3 separate regions of the Mus musculus genome follow, and regions 1 and 2 are each linked to region 3. The links are chromatin contacts, called in public promoter capture Hi-C maps. All regions are on one chromosome and are shown on one strand. Each heading gives the region's core, a stretch centred on a gene start, on an enhancer-like site or on the middle of the called end of the contact. The rest is flanking DNA. Distances are from core to core; before and after follow the strand shown. Region 1 has its middle 7.9 kb from the start of 4930533K18Rik. Region 2 holds the start of Ank3 (ankyrin 3, epithelial). Region 3 overlaps Gm40687 (a long non-coding RNA gene).

What was found. Promoter capture Hi-C pulls out the DNA fragments that hold promoters and counts their contacts.
Region 1: a contact with region 3 is called in a promoter capture Hi-C map of hippocampal neurons, with 2.3 times the contacts expected there. The contact joins two enhancer-like sites. A contact is called at or near these places in 3 of 39 promoter capture datasets (the 3T3-L1 cell line, embryonic stem cells and hippocampal neurons), 3 of 115 datasets of contacts at active chromatin or transcription factors (all in embryonic stem cells) and 1 of 9 other capture datasets (embryonic stem cells).
Region 2: a promoter capture Hi-C map of hippocampal neurons shows a contact between it and region 3, with 4 times the contacts expected there. The contact joins the promoter of Ank3 here to the enhancer-like site in region 3. A contact is called at or near these places in 2 of 39 promoter capture datasets (the C10 cell line and hippocampal neurons), 1 of 484 Hi-C or Micro-C datasets (embryonic fibroblasts) and 1 of 9 other capture datasets (embryonic stem cells).

The regions. Positions count from the first base shown.
Region 1 is chr10:70,858,786-70,862,712 of GRCm38.p6, forward strand. No RefSeq gene overlaps it. Among named protein-coding and RNA genes, the nearest start is that of 4930533K18Rik, 7.9 kb to the right of the region's middle. Within about 2 kb of position 2,591, at least 38 of the 459 cell types and tissues checked have an H3K27ac peak or open chromatin away from gene starts, as enhancers often do. A contact at or near this core is called in hippocampal neurons, where this site is marked.
Region 2 is chr10:69,530,908-69,535,057 of GRCm38.p6, forward strand. Ank3 (ankyrin 3, epithelial) reads left to right here and starts at 2,801. Exons shown (of 43, transcript NM_146005.3): 1 at 2,801-3,377. The coding sequence starts at 3,315. Gm51806 (a long non-coding RNA gene) reads left to right here and starts at 3,383. Exons shown (of 2, transcript XR_003949008.1): 1 at 3,383-4,150.
Region 3 is chr10:70,295,222-70,299,206 of GRCm38.p6, forward strand. The region is part of intron 2 of Gm40687 (a long non-coding RNA gene); the gene reads left to right. Among named protein-coding and RNA genes, the nearest start is that of Gm33704, 3.8 kb to the left of the region's middle. Within about 2 kb of position 1,765, at least 37 of the 459 cell types and tissues checked have an H3K27ac peak or open chromatin away from gene starts, as enhancers often do. A contact at or near this core is called in hippocampal neurons, where this site is marked.

The DNA.
Region 1 (3,927 bases), core at 1,341-3,840, 560 kb after region 3:
CAAAATGTAACAGATACTACAGACATTTTAGCCACAATGAAAACTAACAAACATACACAGAGTCCACATTCAGAAAAGAAAACGTTAAGGGCCAACAGTTCAATAGTCACAGTGTTCTCTAAAACAGAAAAAGATCTCAGAAGTAAAGCAATTACGGGGTGAAAGAGATGGCTCAGCAGGTAAAGGCTCCTGCCACCAAGCTGGACAACTTGAAGGTGAGCCAGAGACCAACATGATGGAAGGAGGAAACCAACTCCTTCCAGTTGTCCTCTTGACATCTACATACATGCTGTGGTACACACACTTACACACATATACATACATATACAAGCATACACAAATACACATACAAACACGCACAAATACACATGTACATACAGAAACATGCACAAAAACACATATACATAAACATACACAAATATACATGCTTACAAACACACAAATACATATAAACATACACAAATGTATACACATACACATACACACACACAAACACACACACATAGATATACCACACAACAAATATATATGTTCACAAACGAAGTCAGAATCATTCAAATATAAACTATTTTATAACTTAAATGATGTATGTTTATCAGCACTCTAGTTAAAAAGATCTACACAGTTTTATAGAAACATTAAGTGCTAAACTACAGCGCTTTCTAAGTGGAAAAGTCCGTGAAAGTTTATCTCAGGCTCAGCCAGGAAGGTGAGTATGTCATGCTCTGTCTACACAGCAAGAAGGAAGATGGCCACCCTACGAAAGCTGATTTCTAGCCGAAGCTCAAGGCTCTGGAGCCAAGTTTTCAGTCCACACTGCTTCCTTCTGCCTCTGCTAAGGAAAGCAAGGCTCCACCTGAGGCTTCTGAGTGCTTCCGGTTAGCTGAAGTAAGGATGAGTTCTAGGACAGATGAGGCCACACAAAGCCTTTTGCCAGTCCTGTCTAGAAACAGACCAATCAATCAATCAATAAGGATGAATTTCCCTGACCAGTTTGCTTCTAAGGATTTTTATCTTTAGGTTATCAACACTGTTTATAAGAAAGTAGGTTAGAGAAACAGAGGTAGACAGTCAGAAGAAACAGAGACACAGACAGAGACAGACAGAGGCAGAGGGGGGGGGCAGAGAAAGACAGAGAGAGAAGGACAGAGACACAGACAGAGACAAACAGAGACAGGTTATTAAATAAAAAAGACACCCATTTCTTAAAGTGTACACCATCAGCGCAGCCCATGTTTTGCAGTGACTGTGTCCATGAGTCCTTCCTCCTCTGTCCTTCCTATGGGCAATTGCCATTTGGGTAAGGACCCAGGATGCTAAGGAATCAGAAAATCGGTCACAGCTTTGCAAGGCTTAGTGTGCTGTTTCTCTGGAGCAGCTGCTGATAGTCCCTGGGCTCATGCCTGGATCTTCTACCTTTGCTTGAAAATGACAAGGCCAGCGTCCTCATGGGCACCCCTTTCTGGACTTTCTTTCCTGTTTCTCCCGGGCAGCCTCACCTTCATCCTCCTGACATGAAACCACAGAACAAAATCATTGGCTTCCTAACATTATTGGTCCACAGTCTGCGTGCTTCCTTCTTTCCCACTCTCTCCAGATGCTCCGTCCTCAAGGCAGAAGATCAACATTAAAAACAGATGCCTTTCCCTCCCATCTTCCTCGTCCTTTAATCCTTCCAACCTGCCCTTGAAACATTTTTTTAAGAGATTTGGAAATCCAACATTGAGACATCCAAATTACAGTTTACCAGATACATTGTTCCAGGATGCAAAGCCAAGTTTGCATTTTGAATTTGAAATCAGATTTTAAAAAGAGCTGTCACACCGTGGCTTCTCATGGCTCCAACCCTGGAGACAGTGCTCCTTTCTCTGCACAGACCCCTCTGTGGCTCCTCTAACTTGATGCTCCCTCCAGGTATGGAAGATAGACTCAGTTTCGTGTGTAGCCTTCCCTATAATGGAGATAAAATGTCCACTCCTTAAATCTTACCCCTGTGGCTTGTGAGACCTGCATTTATCAGGACAGTTTGGACAGACAGAACCACGTTCACAGATTCTGCTAAATATCTTGTTTTACATTTTTGCTTCATGTTCAAATGGCGAGTAGCTATCATCCCTGGGGGGATGGAGGGACAGAGATTTGAGTAGAAATTGGTGCTGAGCCAGGTGCATGTCAGAATGCCTTGCCTTTGTGTGAGAAGAATGATTTTAAATTTCTTCTGCTCATACACCTACTGGGTCCTCCCTCCGATGTCAGACTGGACCCGGGTGCCGAGGTTGTAGGTTATCTAAATTGAGGCTGAGTAGATGTAATAATAGGAGATGTAGAAAGTTTGGCCTCGCCAAGATGTTTCTGAAGAGGCAGCCCCCATGCCTCCCTTCCTTACAGTGAGCTCCTGGCTCCTGGTCTCCTCCAGTATTGACTTCCCTCCCTGCCTTTGCCCAAGGTAGAGTTAGCTGGGCCACCTGTTTTCCCACTAATTTCTCTTCACCTCATTTACATGTTACAAGTTCTCTGTCACCAAGGCAACCAGGAGCAGAGGCAGAGTTGTCAGGGGCACAATGATTTCTCCATCTGGCCAAGCAGCAGCGGTTCTTGCTTGTATTCACTCTGGCAGGGAGACAAATAACAGAATTCGTCCCATCCCCCTCCCTCCACACTCTGGGTCTCAGGAACGACATTTACTCTCAGATTTGCCAGCAATTTATTTCCGCTTCTGATGCCTGATTTGTTTTCTTCGCTTGCTAGCTTACCCTTCCAGTCAATCTGTTACACTTCAAAATTGTCATTTTAGAAAAAGCTTATAAACACATGGTTCGTACAAACACACCTGTTCATGGACCCCTGCCAGTGAATGTATGTGTGTGTGTGTGTGTGTGTGTGTGTGTGTGTGTGTGTGTGTGTGTGTGCTCTGTGAGGGAACACAAGTGCTAAAAAAACCCGCTGATGGTTGTTAATTTTTCTGGGCATTTCTCATGGACAGACAGACAGACATGCTAATTGCACGGTTTTAGTAATGGAATATAAGCTGCAGAAAGTTCCAGATGGGCAGGGATGTTGGCTTTTAATCTTGGTTCTGCCAGCCCCACAGTTACCTGGCAACAGCCAGGTGTGCCTGACTCACTATAAAAGGGGCTGCTCATCCCTCCTCTCTTTCTTACTCTCTTGGTCTTGCTCTGTCCTCTTCCCTTTCTCCCCTCCACCCCCCTTTCTTTCCGTGTGCTCATGACCGGCCTCTCCTCTTCCTCCTCCTCCCCTTCTTCGTCTTCCTCCCCCCCCCCCTCTCTCTCTCTCCCTACCTACCTATCTCTGCCTGTAGCCCCTCAACTCCTCCGTCCCGTGCTCTGAATAAACTCTATTCTATACTATACAGTCTGTGGCTGGTCCCTTAGGGGAAGGGATGCCTCAGCATGGGCCCTCAGAGGCATGCCCTTCCCCCACACCCAACTACACATCCACCAAACATATTCTCCTCTTTATTTTTATAAAACACGACAAGGGCTACTTTAATAGCTTTTGATCTCTTGATAATTTCATCAGTTCAATCATCCTTAAGCTTTGTGTATGTAACAGTACAAAAGACCAACTAGGAGCCTACTCCAATACAAATCACATTATGGGCTCTTTATTTAAGTTCAACAAAACTGGAAGGACAGGAAGGTGGAGCTGCCCCAGCCCAGTTTCCCTGCCAGTATCTATAGAGGCAAGCAAACCAGCAAGGGAGTTTCTAGCCTGGCACACATTTGATTCCGGGAAGGGGTGGTGGGGGGAATGAGGGTAGGGAGTGTTACAGAATGTTATTGTCCTTTAACATAATTGGCTGGTGCTGGGAGCAAACCATAAACTTAACTTCTGCTTTTCTCCTGATTGATGGTTGTTAGGAAGTGAAGTACCAGGGGCAGGCTTGGAACCTGGGGGTGCAGATTT
Region 2 (4,150 bases), core at 1,551-4,050, 760 kb before region 3:
ATCGTGGTATTGGGATACATATTGTGGCATTGTACTTAGTTCTAATTTATGCACACACCCTCCTGCCCTTGCTTGGTGGTCTCTGTCCATCCACCAACTACTCCTCCAAGCTGCTTTCATTTTATATAAATTCCATCACTGTCTCTTTCCATTCTCTCCCTCCCTGAAGTCCCTCTTTGCCTCCCTCCCCACCTTTTATATAAGAGAAAACATGGCATTTGTCCTGGAGTGAGCAGAATAAATTCTAGGCTCTGGGGTTGTTTGTTTGTTTGTTTGTTTTTGAGTTTTAAAATGTTTATTGTGAAAGAATGATCTCATCAAGGTGAATTCTTTTAATCGGTCATTAAAGCATCCATTTTTCTGCACAGTAAAGCGAAAGCAAGAGATTACAGCCACCAGCCTCCTTTTTGCCAGGATCCCCTGATAACATAGCTTAGTGTGGGTATCTTTGCAATGCTTGGATAAGCGGTTTTTATAAGTCTCTTTAATGGAACCCTTCAAAGGGTAGCAAATAACAGAAAAAATGGGACATCAGTGCAAGCCTAAAGAGAAGAATAAATCCCCATCCTGAGTGTTACATTGCTGTCCCACTTGGCGAAATGCTCCTGCTCAAAGATCTCACAGCACTGGTAGAGTTGGGAGCCCGGCAGGCAGTGTTTGTTTATCTGTGGACCACCTCATCCAATACCCTCTTCTTTCCATTCTTTCTCTAATCCTACACTCAGGACATTAGGCATAAACAAAGACTTTTCTTAGAAGGGAAGGTGTTGAAGAGATGACTCAGCAGTTAAGAGCACCGACTGTTCTTCCAGAGGACCTGGGTTCAATTTCCAGCACCCACATGGTGGGTCCCAACCTGTAATAACTCTAGTTTGAGGGGGGGATCTGGCGCCCTCTTCTGGCCATCTTATGCACTGCATGCATGCGGTACACATTCAAGTAAACATTCGTACACATAAAATAAGTTTCTAAAAAAAATTTTTTTTTAAAATGTCAGTAGTACTCTGGTAAAATGACAGAGCAGGTAGGTTATCTCTGTGGCTTGTCGAGTGAAGAGTTGAAGATTTAAATGGGATATTCAGACTTGACTTTACCTGCATGGATAGTTCAGTTTATGGAGAATTCATACAAAGCACCGACTTCATAGTTTCTCCCTCAGAGCATAATGCAAATAAGCCCAGGCTCATCTCACTGCAGTCAGGGACAGATCAACCCAGGGACGTTACTATCATTCCCCAGACTGCCCGGTCCTGAAGATGAGCAAGCACTGAATTAATGAAAAACTTGAAGGAACCATCCTACCGTGTTAATGGTTTTTCTACCTTTTATTACTCTGCCAGAGAAACATTCCAGAACAGCAGCAGAAACGGGAGAGACAGGTTAGCAGCTGCTCAAAGCTGAAGGAACCCCCAGGTCACGGAGGGGTGGGGCAACCGCCATCAATGCTCCCTGCCAGCCTTTGAGTGGTGGTTTACTGTTTGTAATGCGCAGCCGCAGAACAACCATTAAATAACCCACAGTGCGCAGGATCTCCATGGGTCGCTGGAGCAAGCACTTGTAACCCTGGTGTCCATGACAGAGCTGTCTCAAGCTGCCCTCATGCTCACTCATTTTTAGGGGGGTGGCGCTTGGGGAGTCCAGATTTGTTGAACATAGGTACAACCCTGCTTAAATGATAGATGAGAAATGGTGATTTTGGCTTCAGTATTTTAGCATTGTGTCTCCAGTATTAAATAGCTCCATGTACCTCACTGAAAACTGGCCTTCTGGGTCTCATTTACGCTCCTGTATGTCTTTGATCATATTAATTAAAATCCACTTCCCTGAGCCAGCCTCCTCTCTGGATTCCCGCTCGTTCCTCCCTTCCTAGTGTACATGTGTTTTAGCTCAAGGGACCTGCTTCCATCTTAAAGGTGATCTGGCCGGGATTGGGGGGGGGGGACCCAGAACCTTATTCCTTCCTAACAAGAATGGATTCCTAACACTTTCCAAAGATGCTTAAGCGACCACACCCGACAGTAAATCAGCTGTGTTCCGATGCGTGGACCATTTTGGAGACTTTCCACAAAGGAGTGAAGTCACCCAGAGACCTCTCAAAATCTTGGTGGCCCAGAGCAGGAGTGTGTGCCTCTGTGTGCTTGGGGACCCTGTGGTGGCTGTAATGTGGCCAGAGACCTGCACTGACCTGAGTGCCTTATCCAGGAGCACAGGATGTTTCTGGCACAGAAAAAGCCAGGGGCTGAACCTTTTGGATTTCTTGAATATTCTGGAGGGCTCCTTTTCATGGTTGGTTTGATATATTCATGACCAAAGCTTGAATGTGGTACTGGCAACTTAGGTATGGGCTCCGTGTGACAGATTCTTCATTAGAAGTCCATAGCTTTGGTTAGGCAATCTGCAAACTTTATTTTATTTTATTTTATTTATTTTTTGCTAATTACATTTTAAAACAAAACAAACAACAACAACAAAAACCACCTCACTGGGTAAGAATCCAGCTTTGTCTTCTGTAGTAACAGGTCTCTTTATTGTTTTTAATCATGGGGTTGGGGTTGGGGGTGGGGGAGAGAGAGAGAGAGAGAGAGAGAGAGAGAGAATGTGTGTGTGTGTGTGTGTGTGTGTGTGTGTGTGTTTTCACGAACCAGTAACCCGATCTCTCGTTACCACCCCCACTGCTGCCTCCTGGGTATACCCAATGCTTTCAACACATGTGTCCTCTGGAGGCTTGATCTCAGAGCATTTACATTCGGCTTGGCTTCCCAGCTTGCAAACTGCAGTGAGCCAGCCCCTGGGACGCTTCAGAGATTCGTCAGCAGTCTAGCTTATTCCTGTGTGTGTGTGTGTGTGTGTGTGTGTGTGTGTGTGTGTGTGTGTGTGCAGCGCACATGCACGTATGCCTCCCCCTTTCTCTCTCTCACCATTTCCAAGCTAGAATCACCGTGGAGAAGCAAGCCCTGAAATGTTGTCAAGATCTTTTCTCGGGGTAACGACTGGCTAAAAAAACAAATAAAAAGAGAGAGAAAGGAAGAAAAAGAAAGAAGGAAGAAAGGAAGGAAGAAAACAAAGGGTTGGAATATTGATTTTTCTTTGGAGGAATAACCAGGGCTTTGCTGGAGAGAACACCCAGTTCCTCCCTGAGGCGAGCTGAGTTGCCCGTGACAGCAGCCAGGGCTGGCTTGAAGCAGCCGCTCTGCCTGGGGAGTTCCCTAAATGGACTTTGGTCTCAATGCTGTGACTCTTTGCCGTGGGTTTGGATGTGGGAACACGGAAGGTGATCTCCTGCCTCGTCTCAACTCCCCTGATCTCAAGGAAAGATGAGTGAAGAGCCAAAGGAGAAGCCCGCCAAGCCTGCTCATAGGAAGAGGAAAGGAAAAAAGGTAAGAGGCAGGATCAACACGTTCTTCATTGTTCTCCCGGCTCCCGGGAGGTGATCTGGAGGCTGCCTTTTCCAGAGAGCTGTCTTTAGCCCGAGAAAGAAGCCACTAGAAGCAAGAATTGCTTTTGTTTTTTTCTCCCCTGTTAATGGGGTGTGTTCTGGGTTGCTGGCAAACACCTCGACTGGGGTCTATGGCTACAATATTGAAACAGTTAAAACATTGTGATTTGGATTTGCTGAGCTAGTGTTCCCTCTAATAGCAATGAAAGGAACATTAAGTAAACATATGTCCTAATTATGTGAGTGGGTGTGTTTCCCCTACCTTTTGAATTTTCCCCATGCTTGTGATCGGTAGGGTACAATTACTAATGAATATTCTTATGTTATGGATGCTAAGCTTTAATATATATTTTAGGCAAACTTGGGGAAACCTGTAGTTAGACTTTAAAAAAAAAACCCAGCATGGAGGTGAGCTCCATTTTAATTATCGATTCCTTTGATGGCGGATAAATCTCGGGTCTGCATTCAGCCCAGCTGCCTGTCAGCCATATGTCTCCAGGATCCATTCAGTTCATGGGATTCATTCTGCTTTCCACGCGGTTTGAGGTTTTGTCAAAAGAGCGGCAGAGGATTGCAGCAAACCTGTAGATTCATTCTGGGTGTCACGAATGTGCGTGTCATCCTAAGATGTGCCCTGAACTTTTCTGTTCATTTTGAAATGGGAAAGAAAGGTGATTCTCAGATGCGGGACTGTGATTTTTTTTTTAACCCACT
Region 3 (3,985 bases), core at 515-3,014:
TGAACTCAGGACCTTTGGAAGAGCAGTCTGTGCTCTTAACCACTGAGCCATCTCTCCAGCCCCTTGAATATTCTTCACAGGTGCATATGGATCTCATATAGGAGAAAATGTTAAAGGTGCTGATTGTGTAGGTGGGAGTCAGGGAGAGAAGTCGGAGCGGCTCTTGGTTTACAACATTACAGCAGCATGTTATGTTGCTTGCCAGATAAAATCTAGGATGCTCAATTATAATTTAATTGTCAGATAAAAAGTTCATGTGTGTGTGTGTGTGTGTGTGTGTGTGTGTGTGTGTGTGAAAATGAGCTTTGGGATCCTCGTTACCGTTTCTGCATTCTGTAGCCTAACCTGAAGGTGTTGCTGCTGGTGGGGAACCCGAGGACCAGGACACTCATCTCAGTATTCCTTGGAGAAAGCCATTCTGAATTTGAGAGGTTAGCAGAGTCCAGGAGTCCAAGGTGCCAGGCAGAGGCTGGGACTGGAGGTGGGCTTTGTGTGGAGTCCCAGAATGCAGTGTGCACTCCAGGGGTGTCCTGTGTAGTCTGAGGGAGGGTGCCAAGGGCACTGAAACTGTTAGGCTACCAAATCATTTCTCTCAGGAATCTCATCCCAGCAAGGAAAAGCTGACGACTCCCTCTGCAGCAGCCTCGGAGGTTAAGGAAGGCGTCCCAAGCAAGAGCCTGACATTTATCTTCAGGGCTCTGCTGCTACCACCAAGAATGTCAACCTCAGCAGGGCATGGTGGCGCATGCCTTTAATTCCAGCACTTGGGAGTTAAGGCAGGCAGATTTCTGAGTTCGAGGCCAGCCTGGTCTACAAAGTGAGCTCCAGGACAGCCAGGGCTATACAGAGAAACCCTGTCTTGAACCCCCCCCCCCCAATAAAAAGAATGTCAACCTCTTTGGGGTCCAGGACATTGTGGGCACCTTGGAATGGGCACAGGGAACCAAGAGGCCCCCAGCCTAACTGGATAGGACTTCAGGCAGGCAGTCGGGACACGGGAGCCGAGGGACTAAAGACTCTATTTTTCCTCAGTGGACCAGAAGCACTTCAGTATTTCTCAAGCACCATTGAATGGCAGCATCTGAAGAAGGTACATGTACCAAATATACAGCGAGACATTTTCTTAGAAGAAAAGAAACAGGAGAAATTAATTTTGCTGTTTCATCTTGCTTGAGAGGCACAAAATGCTAAACATGTAATCAGTATATGACTAATTAATGAGATTGATGATTAATGAGAGACTTTGACTTTTTAAAAGTCTATCTCAAAATCCAGAGAGCACAGAGAGGCCACATGTGGTGACCCCTCCCCACAGGCCTATGAGGAAGGCTCGCTCCCTCCCTCCCTCCCTCCCTCCCTCCCTTCCCAGCTTTCTGGGGATTTGGTGCCCCGCCCCCCAACTCCCGCCCCACCCCCACTCCTCTGTCAACCTTCCCAGCCTTTAACGTGTGCAGGTTGTGCCAAAATCATATTAGCTGGCTCAGCTCCCGGTGCAATTATATTAGTTACCTGGCCTGTTAGCCCTGCCTTGGCCATGGAAGCTGAGCCTTACCCCTCTTTAAAGCTTCCTTGAAGACTCAGGCATAGTTTACTTGCACCCTTGAGCTCCTGAACACAGGCGCCATTGGGTTCCTGAGGATAGGTGGAGATGCGTAGTGAGCTGAGGCCTTACCCAGGCCTCTTTTCGAGCCACCTGAGATGGGGGCTTCTTTGCCTTCGGTCTTCTCCATAGGGCGAGCCCTGCATGCATAAGAGTTATTCCCTGTACTCTTGCGCCACCTTGTGGTACTTGTGAAAAATCCGAAAATGGCCTCCCGCATCTAGGTCTCACCTAGCAGAACAGCCTGGAAGGACCAGCTGGCTTTTGTAATCGCCTTTAGTCTGAGAGGAAATGAGATTTGTTACTGAATATGCACCGTCTCCTAGGGGTCGAGCTGCCTGCGGAGAGTTCAGTCGCTGTAGTGACTACAGCCGGAACAAAGAGGAAGCATAAATTCCAGGCTGCTCCTCTGTCGTTTAGACAGAATCCTGTCCTAAGCCTAAATGTATGTGGTCTGTCCATTGGAGTTAGCTCTGGCCATGACCAGTCCAAAACAAACAAGCAACAAAAATAAGCAAATATGTAAAGATAATAAAGTCTGATAAGGCTGGTTGCAGCCTACTATGCTTGACAATACAATAATATTGTCTTATTCCAAGCCTTATATGCTTGGAAATCCCTGTATCAAGGAAGGAGTGTGAGGGCTAGGGAGATGGCTCAGTCAGTCAAGTACTTGCCTTGCAGCTGGGGGGCCTGAGTTTGAACCACAGAACTCACACAGGGGATCGGTGTCCCAACTCTGGGTTGGTTTAGACAAGCCGATTCCACTGGCTGGCCAGCCACTCTAGTTTACTTGGTGAGTTCCGGGCCAAGGAGAGACCTGTCTCTGAAGACAAGGTGGATGGATGGCGCTTGTGTAATGACACCCCAAGTTTTCCTCTGGCTTCTATGCATGGGGACAACGTGTGAACACACAGAAGGTTCCTCAATCATGTTCCAACAAGGGACAGGAACAGTGGTTTTCATCAACAGAGCTGGGCAACACATGCCCCCTCCTTCTCCCTCAATGATTTTTCTGTATGCTGCACACCCCTGTCCCCTGAGTCATAAGCCACCTGCAATTTCAGACTGGAAATAAAATCAGCCCCAGACCCTGACTTTGCCGGGTCTTGCAGGAGAGATGACCCCATGAAGCTGAGTCTGCTCTTTGCTTCAAGTTTTTACTGAGGCTTATGGCTGCCAGAGCAGAAGTTTCCCCATGGCCACGGTGGCTTTGGGAGGCCTTGCTAAATAGAGTACCTCAGAAATACAAAGTCCTTCCCACCCGGTGGCCCCAGCACTTAGAGTTCCTAAGTGTATTTTTCATTTCCGTTAAGGCATCAAAAGCCTTTAAAGTCCAATTTTGTAGGGAAACAATTTAAGCTTTTACCTGACATCCCAACCTTAGCATAAAAGTTCTCATTATGTGGGTTCTATGGGAGATGTTCATCAATGGGAGCCAGTGACGGAATTTGGTCCTTTCTCCGCGAGGGTGTGTCAGCGTGAGGCACTTCAGGAGGTCGGATGTCTGTGCACCATCTGTAGCTTTACACATCTATACGTCTACACACGTACGTATGTCTGAGGGGCAGAGGCTAGAGGTTTATGGGAAGAAGGTATTGAGCTTCTGAACAGTACCTAAGATCTTCTGTTAGTCCTGGCATCAGGAGAGAAGTTGGGAGCTGAGATGTCTAACTCAGGACTTGCAAGTTCCCATCCTGGTGCGGGAGCAGACTCGGAGGCAGCCTCAGCCAGTGAGTCACAGAACTCAACACTGGCAAGTAAGGCATCCTCACAGAGGACACTGGAACGGGTGGAGATGGGGCAGGGTGGATGGCCCGGCAGTTAAGACCACTTGCCGCTCTTCTCAGAGGACCCAGGGTTGGTTCCCAGCACCCATGTGACCATTCACAACCATCTGACCTAGGCTGGGTGGTCTCTGTTGTACTAAGCTGAATGATGGGGTGAAGGTATGGCTGTGGCCAGGTCAGGGAGTGGGGGAGAAGCAGATCTGTTTTAAATTGTGTCCTCTTAACCTATACTAGAAAGCCTTTCCCAAGACCTGTTTCATGACCCTATGTAGAAAGATACTCATCTATCTCCCGGGTTTTCACATGCTACCCTTTCAAATAGCACCCTCCTAAGACACACAGACATGGAGGTGACCTTTCATGGAGAGGTGGCCCGATCATGCTCCCTACATCCTTCACAGCACAATGTGGAAGGCTGTGAGGTCCTACACACCTATCTTAGCCAGAGGGTTAAGGAAAGTGTCTATGGTCAGCTGGGAGGCTCAGAGGGGGACAGAGAATTTTAAGAAAGAAATAGAAAAACATGCCTTTGGGGATCATTAAAAAAACAAAACAAACAAACAAACAACAGTGTCACTCCAGTCCTTCCTGGGTC